Linked DNA regions of Pan troglodytes: region 1 is linked to region 2. Evidence: chromatin contacts called from public HiChIP or PLAC-seq data. All regions are on one chromosome and are shown on one strand. Each heading gives the region's core, a stretch centred on a gene start, on an enhancer-like site or on the middle of the called end of the contact. The rest is flanking DNA. Distances are from core to core; before and after follow the strand shown.

The links. HiChIP or PLAC-seq counts read pairs in DNA pulled down with a chosen protein or histone mark.
Region 1: an H3K4me3 HiChIP or PLAC-seq map of stem cell-derived excitatory neurons shows a contact between it and region 2, with 7 times the contacts expected there. The contact joins the promoter of IFNLR1 here to the promoter of SRRM1 in region 2. A contact is called at or near these places in 2 of 7 Hi-C or Micro-C datasets (blood and stem cell-derived neural progenitor cells), 1 of 1 datasets of contacts at active chromatin or transcription factors (stem cell-derived excitatory neurons) and 1 of 1 other capture datasets (stem cell-derived neural stem cells).

Annotation. Positions count from the first base shown.
Region 1 is chr1:206,822,685-206,826,698 of NHGRI_mPanTro3-v2.0_pri, reverse strand. IFNLR1 (interferon lambda receptor 1) reads right to left here and starts at 1,269. Exons shown (of 8, transcript XM_016956381.4): 1 at 1,148-1,269.
Region 2 is chr1:206,368,841-206,372,583 of NHGRI_mPanTro3-v2.0_pri, reverse strand. SRRM1 (serine and arginine repetitive matrix 1) reads left to right here and starts at 1,713. Exons shown (of 18, transcript XM_063784629.1): 1 at 1,713-2,802. The coding sequence starts at 2,782.

The DNA of each region.
Region 1 (4,014 bases), core at 20-2,519, 450 kb before region 2:
GCACCCGGCTCGGGTGGCTGCGGACCCCGTGCCTGTCCCAGGAGCTCCGGGTCCGAGGGTGGGCGCGGCCCGGCCCGGGGAGCCCTCTTCCCCCTCCCTCCCGTGGCCCCGCGCACTTACCTGGAGCGGCCTGCAGCAGGCACAGGAGCAGGGGGCCCCAGCGCTCGGGCCCCGCCATGGCCTTCCCGCCGCGGCGTCCCCGCCCGGGCCCAGGTCCCCGCCTCCCGCCTCCCGCCTCCCGTCTCCTAGCCCACCGCGGGCAGGTGACGCAGTCGGCAGCCAATGGCCCGCAGAGCCGCGGTCCCGTCCCTGCCGCCCAGGATTCACTGAGAAGGTCCCTGGGGACAGCCCCGCCCCGGGGGGGGGGGGGGGGAGCGCGCCGGCCCCCGCGCTCGAAACTCGCCCGTACCTCTGCTTCATCTGCACTTAGTTTTGTTTTACTCAATTCCCGGAAAAAAAAAAAATCAGTAAATCCGTGCACGGGGGAAGGGCAGGGGAGGGGAAGAAACCGGCTGATGATCAATAACCCACGGCCAGTCCAGTGCTCCAGGACGGGCCATTTTGGCAGGATTAGGGAGAGTTCAAGGCCGGTTTGGCTACGCGGCCTCAATGCCATTGGCGGGATCCGAGCGCGTTTCTGAGCCGGATGCTGAGCTCAGCGCCTTACACACGCGATTCCCTTTAATGCCCCCGGGGATCCCGGCGGATCCGTGCTGCCCTTCTCCACGTACTTCTCTCCCGGGGAGCGGCAGGCCCCAGAGCTTCAGGTGCTTGTTCTGGGGAAAGCTGTCTTTCTGACCCCGAAGGCTGTGGTGTTCACCTGGACAGTAGTAGCTTCCCAGTAAGGCACACGCCTCGACGCGCAATATTATGCGGCCCTTTAGGAGGACGTTGCCGAATGGTGTGTATCGACACCGAGGTGTTTGCAACACACTGAGAAACAGAAAAGCGAGTGCTAAAACATAGGCCCATTAAAAAAGTGTGTGTGTAGCCGGGCGCGGTGGCTCACGCCTGTAATCCCAGCACTTTGGGAGGGTGAGGCGGGTGGATCGCCTGAGGTCAGGAGTTGGAGACAAGCCTGGCCAACATGGTGAAACCCCGTCTCTACTAAAAATACAGAAAATCAGCCGGGCGTGGTGGCACTCACCTGTAATCCCAGCTATCAGGGAGGCTGAGGCAGGAGAATCGCTTGAACCCAGGAGGCGGAGGTTGCAGTGAGCCGAGATCGCGCCACTGCACTCCAGCCTGGGCGACAGAGTGAAACCCAGTTTCAAAAAAAAAAAAAATTGTGTGTGTGTGTGTGTGTGTGTGTGTGTGAGTCTGTCTGTATGCATAGAAAGATATTTGGAATAATAATTACCAAAATATTAATGGTTGTTGTCTTTGGGTGATGAGGATTTTCTTTTTCAACTTTCTTCTTTTCTGATCATATTTCGTTTCCAATTTTTTGATAATTATTTGAAACTGGGATCAGCTTTGGTCCCATCAGTTTTTGGAAGAGAAAATGATTTTCACAGAGCTTGGTGGGTCCAAAAGTTGCTCTGAGTTTAACCGCGGGGGAAATTTCTTTTGGAAATTTCAGGATGCTTCTGGGACTAGCATCAAGGCTTCTGCTTAATCAGGATTTTTTTTCTTTTTTTTTTTTTTAGACGAAAGCTCTGTCGCCCAGGCTGGAATGCAATAGTGTGATCTTGGCTCACTGCAACCCCGCCTCCTGGGTTCAAGCTATTTTCTCACTTCAGCCTCCCAAGTAGCTGGGATTACAGGCACCTGCCATCATGCTCAGCTAATTTTTGTAGAGATGGGGTTTCACCATGTTGGGCAGGCTGGTCTTGAACTCCTGACCTCAGGTGACCTCAGCCTCCCAAAGTGCTGGGATTACAGGCATGAGCCACTGTGCCTGGCCTTAATTAGGATCTCTTAACAAAGCCCTGCTCACAGAGGACGCAATTCCACCTCAAAGGCGCAGGGTGGAGGAGGATGGAAGAGCAGCAGGCACGGTCAGTGTTGGTATCTTGGGATCTCTGAAATGTTGACTGCTGACTTTCTTTTCTCCTTCCTTCCTTCCTTTCTCTCTTTCTTTCTTTCTTTCCTTTCTTCCTTCCTTCCTTCCTTCTTTTTTCTCTCTCTTTCCTTCTTTCTTGCTTTCTTATTTTCTTGCTTTCTTTTTTTTTGACAGAGTCTCACTCTCACCCAGGCTGGAGTGCAGTAGCGTGATCATGGCTCACTGCAACCTCTACCTACTGGTTCAAGCGATTCTTATGCCTCAGCCTGCCAAGTAGCTGGGACTACAGGCGTAAGCCACCATGCCCAGCTAATTCGTGTATTTTTAGTAAAGACGGGGTTTCGCCATGTTGGCCAGGCTAATCTCGAACTCCTGGCCTCAAGTGATCTGCCCACCTCGGCCTTCCAAAGTGCTGGGATTATAGGCATGAGCCATGCACCCGGCCCTGAAATGTTGACTTTCATTTCCACCCAGCAACTGCAACTCTTTCAGACCCGGAATCCCACTGCGCTTGGAGCGGTTCAACAGCAGGGACAGAAATATCTTCATTTGCCACCTGCTCCACCCATGGGCTCCTGTGCTATGCATCTGAAACCCGCACTTGCTCTTTTTTGACAATTTGTTTCTCACATGTTTGTTCTCTTGTTCCTCTTCCCCCACCTCCCCGCCCACGCATAGTTTCGAGTTAGGAAATTGTGTGTTCAGATGCCTTGATCCTTCAAGAGACATTTTGTGACTATGAGCTTGGCCAAGTTGGATCTTTCAAAACCTTAAAAAAAATGTCATCTATAGATGCCGGTCAGAAAATCTCAGCCAGTTACCACGACCTTGCTTCTACTTAGGTCCTAAATACACTGCTTCAATTTTTTTCAGGTATCTCAAATACAATCCATCCATTCTGGAATAAAATGAATATATCTCTATTGATATCTCTTTATCCCAAACAGCCGACTGCACGACTCTTTATTGAGTCTTTGTTATATAATGGCACTGCAGTTTACATACAGTATTTAATCTTCACAACAACCCTATGAGGTGGATATTATTAATATCCCCTTTTAACAGATGAAACTCGGAGAGGTTACATCCTTGCTTAGGTCACACAGCTAATTATAGTGATAGGGCTGCGATTTGGAACTCAGTCTGTCTGTCCTCAAAGCTTGTGGTTTTAAAACTTCTGCTACCCAGCCTCTTGCTTGCTTAAGGGCAAACAAGAACAAACCTCCCCAGTCTTAATCACTTCCTGATTTGCAAAGATCATGGCGCTAACCTCTCAACTCTCATAAGTGGAACGGTGGGCACTGAAGAGCCAGCTTCCTCTTTGGGTTGGAATATTAGGTATGAAGCAGTGGTGCTGATAAATGTTTCACAACTGGTTGGGGGTTTAGGGGACAGGGGTAAAAGTCCTGCTTTCTTGTGTTTCCCAACCTTCGTGGTGTGAATATCCCCACTGTGGCTGACTTTAAGCTAGCAAATGTGAGGTCACTGAACACAGAGATAAGAAGAAATGTGGCCGGGCACAGTGGCTCATGCCTGTAATCCCAGCACTTTGGGAGGCTGAGGGGGGCGGATCACGAGGTCAGGAGATCAAGACCATCCTAGCTAACATGGTGAAACCCCATGTTTACTAAAAATACAAAAAAATTAGCCGGGTATGGTGGCGGGCGCCTGTAGTCCCAGCTACTCGGGAGGCTGAGGCAGGAGAATGGCGTGAACCCAGGAGGAGGAGCTTGCAGTGAGCCAAGATCACACCACTGCACTCCAGCCTGGGCGGCAGAGAAAGACTCCATCTCAAAACAAAAACAAAAACAAACAAAAAAACAAAACAGAAGAAATGTGCACAATTGGCTCCTGAGCCTGTAGGAGCCAGCTCCAGCACACCACTGGGTGGACGAAGCCAATTTCCCTCACTGTTGGAGGACCCAACATCTGTGGCACCACAGCTGAGCTTTTCTATGTTTAGAACAAACCACATCCCAACCCCTAAGGGCCTATGGGGCTCATGTTAA
Region 2 (3,743 bases), core at 464-2,963:
TATTAGGTGATAAAAGCTATGAAAAAAAAAAAAAAAAGAGTAACGGGCATCAGGATGTAGAGAGGATATCCGAGCAACTTCCAACAAGGCAGTCAGGTTAGGCTTCAGTGAGTGACCATCGAGTAAAAACTTTAAAGTAAAAACTTTGCCCAGGCCGGGCACGGTGGCTCACGCCTATAATCCCAGCACTTTAGGAGGCCAAGGCAGGTGGATCACGAGGTCAGGAGTTCCAGACCAGCCTGGCTAACATGGTGAAACCCCATCTCCACTAAAGATAAAAAAAGTAGCCGGACTTGGCGGCGAGCGTCTGTAATCCCAGCTCCCAACTCGGGAGGCTGAGGCAGGAGAATTCCTTGAAACTGAGAGGTGGAGGTTGCAGTGAGCCGAGATCCTGCCACTGCACTCCAGCCTGGGCAGACAGAGCAAGACCCCATCTGCGGGGGGGCAGTGGGGACTTTAAGTTTGCCCAGTAGATATCCAGGAGTAGGTCAGCGTGGTGGCTCATGCCTGTAATCCCAGCAGTTTGGGAGGCCGAGGCGGGAGGATCAGTGAAGGTTGGGAGTTCGAGACCAGACTGGCCAACATGGCAAAACCCCATCTCTACTAAAAATACAATAATTAGCCACGCGTGGTGGTGCGCACCTGTAGTCCCAGCTGCCAGGGAGGCCGAAGCAGGAGAATCGCTTGAACCCGGGAGGCAGAGGTTGTAGTGAGCCGAGATCGCGCCACTGCACTTCAGCCTGGGCGACAGAGCGAGACTCGGTCTCAAAAAAAAAAAAAAAAAAAAAAAAGATATCTGGGAGCATTCTAGATTACATCAAAGACGAAATAGCGTGCATCAGGTAGGATTTTGGCTTTTGTTCTAACAAAAATGAGAGGCTGCTGTAAGGTTTTGAGAAAAGTGTCTGATTAAGGTTTTCTAACAGAACTACCCTGCCGGCTACACTTAGAGTAGATGCTGAGTGGCCAGGGTAGAAGCAGGAAGACCAGTTAGGGGGTTAGCGCAGTTCAGGGAAGAGACGATGGTGCCCTGAACCACGTCTGACAGCAGGGAGGGTTTCTTGATGGTTTGAAAGCCGAGGTAAAGGAAAGGAGTCAAGAGTAACACACGCTTGCGTCCTACACCAAAGGAAAGCCACTGCGGTCAGCGGGAGCCAGGGAAGACCCTGGGAAGGGCAGGTGGTTTGTGGTTTTGGTGGATGGAGGGCGAAGGAATCAGGATTTCAACTTGGGGCACGTGGGACGGTCAGGAGAGAAGTCTGAGCTGGAGATGCAGGGATGTCGCCAGCACACAGCTAGTGTCTCCAGCCACGAGAGCAAACACATACATACTTTCAGGTGGGCTAAGTGCCATGGAAAAAAAGAGAAAAGGGAGGCGAGAGTGTGTGTGGGGGCGGGAACGATGCAAAAGATGGCCGGAGGAGGCCTTTCTGAGAAAGGGACGCCGGCTTTCCCTCCGAGAAAGGGAAGCGAGAAGGGCGAGAAGCGCTTGCGAAAAAGCTGGCAGAGTGGGGCCGGGCGCGGTGACTCAGGCCTGAAGTCCCTGCACTTTGGGAGGCCAGGAGTTCGAGACCAGCAACAGAGCGAGACCCCCATCTCTGCTTTATTAGATAAAAATAACTTTTATTTTTTTGAGACAGTCTCGCTCTGTCGCCCAGGCTGGAGTGCAGTGGCGTGATCTCGGCTCACTGCAAGCTCCGCCTCCCGGGTTCACGCCATTCTCCTGCCTCAGCCTCCAGAGTAGCTGGGACTACAGACGCCCGCCACCACGCCCAGCTAATTTTTTGTATTTTTAGTAGAGACGGGGTTTCACCGTGTTAGCCAGGATGGTCTCGATCTCCTGACCTCGTGATCCGCCCGCCTCAGCCTCCCAAAGTGCTGGGATACAGGCGTGAGCCACCGCGCCCGGCCAATAATTTTCAAAACAATAAGAAAATCTAGCAGTGCGCATCCAACCCAAGGCCCTCGCAGCCAGAGCAGAGGCACCAGGGCGGCCAGGCGAGGCGCTGGGAGGAAGCTGGTGCTTCTCGGAGTCCGAGACCCGGGCTGGGGAGAGCCCGAGGCAGAGCCCGAGGACCCTGGCTCTCTGGCGGGCGTCCTGCCCAGCGGCGTGATTACGGGGCCGCCGAAACCGAAACTCATCTACTGGACACTTCCAGCTTCCTCCAAAGGCTGAGCAAGCTGGGCTACAAGGCAGATTTCGTGTCTGCTGCCAGGCTCGACCGCTTTACAGCCAATCCTCTCTCGTCTGGTAAACGCGTAAAACCTACACAATCACAACTTTCACAACGAGAGGGAAGCCGCAGGCCTCTCGTCGGCGCACAGGCCGCCTCGCCCGCGTCACTCTGAGGTAACAGCCTTTCTCTTCAAACGCTTCATGGAACTCCAGGACGCCAAGCCTCTTCCACTACGGGTCGAAGGATGGGTCACGTCACATTGCGCGAACAAGGATGGTCACGCGCCACAAAAGGACTTGCAGGGCGGGGCGACTCGACGGCCTTCCCTTTTGCTCCCATTGGCTGCGGTCGTCAGCTTCGCCTCCTCCACTACCTACCGGGGAGTTCAGGGCCTGACAGAAGCCCGCCCCCGCTGGCGCTCGTGCGCACGCGTGGCGGGCTCTCGGCGCACTGAGCAGGCGCGGCCTCGTGTCGGCCGGAGGGGGCGGGCGCAACGACGCGCGCTGCGTCCCGGCGCTCGGCTTTCCCTCCGCCGGTCCCGCCCTCCGTCGCGGCGGCGCGGTGTACCCTGGGATAGGGAGCGATCTCCGAGCGAGGCGGCAAGATGGACGCGGGATTTTTCCGCGTAAGTAGAAGCGCCGGGCGCCGGGGTGAGGCCAGGGACTTCTCGGTAAGGCCTGGTAGGAGACCTTAGCTTGGCACAGGGTGGCCAGCGAGGGGAGCTTCGGAGATCCTAAGGATTCCTCCTAGAGCCGGCGCACCCCCCCCCCCGCGCGCTGCGGCGGAGACCGGTGCGCCCCTGCGCAGTCTCCTCCTCCGGAATGGTCCCCCCTACGCGGCGGCGACGGTGGCCGGAAAATGGCGGCGGGAATGGGCCGGGATGGTACCTCGCTGCCCGCCTGCCTGGCGGGGCCTGCAGGCCGAGCGCCGTGCGTGCCGCCGGGTCCTGGGGCCTAGCGGAGCCGGAGGAGGAAGTCCCGAGTGGGAGGCCAAAGGAAAGCCCTAAGGTCACTGGTGGCGGCAGGGCAGGGAGAATATGGTTTGGGGGTACATCTTGGGAGAGCACCTTAGGGGAGGGAGGACAGGAAGAAGCATTCAGCGGCTTTTTTTGAAAAAGCGCCCTCCCCGCCCCCCAACGTCCTCCCTCCAGGTCCTAAGCCTTCGTGGAGGCGCCAGGTCAGGGTTCGCGGGAGCTCCCGCCCAATTTGATATCCCTTCAGGGAGGGGGACGTAGATAACTTGTTGGGACAATGTGAATTTAAGGTTCTGTGAGGGTAGAGGGTGCAACGAAAACTATGCGCGGGTATGGAGGCAGGTTGTGGAGTGATTCAATTCCTTCCCGCCCTCCACATCCCTCACCACCCGCCACCATCGTGTTTTACTCTTGGAGTCCGCTGGTGAAAGGTGACTCTTACCTAGGCTCTGCCAGCGTCGTCTGCCCATCGCCTGCAGGCAGGGAAGTTACTCCGTCGTAGTTGGTTCTCGGGGCCCACACTTTATCAGGCTCGTGCTGGAGCCTGTGTGTCCCATAGTCCCCTCCTGTAGGAAATTAGCACTAGATCAAGA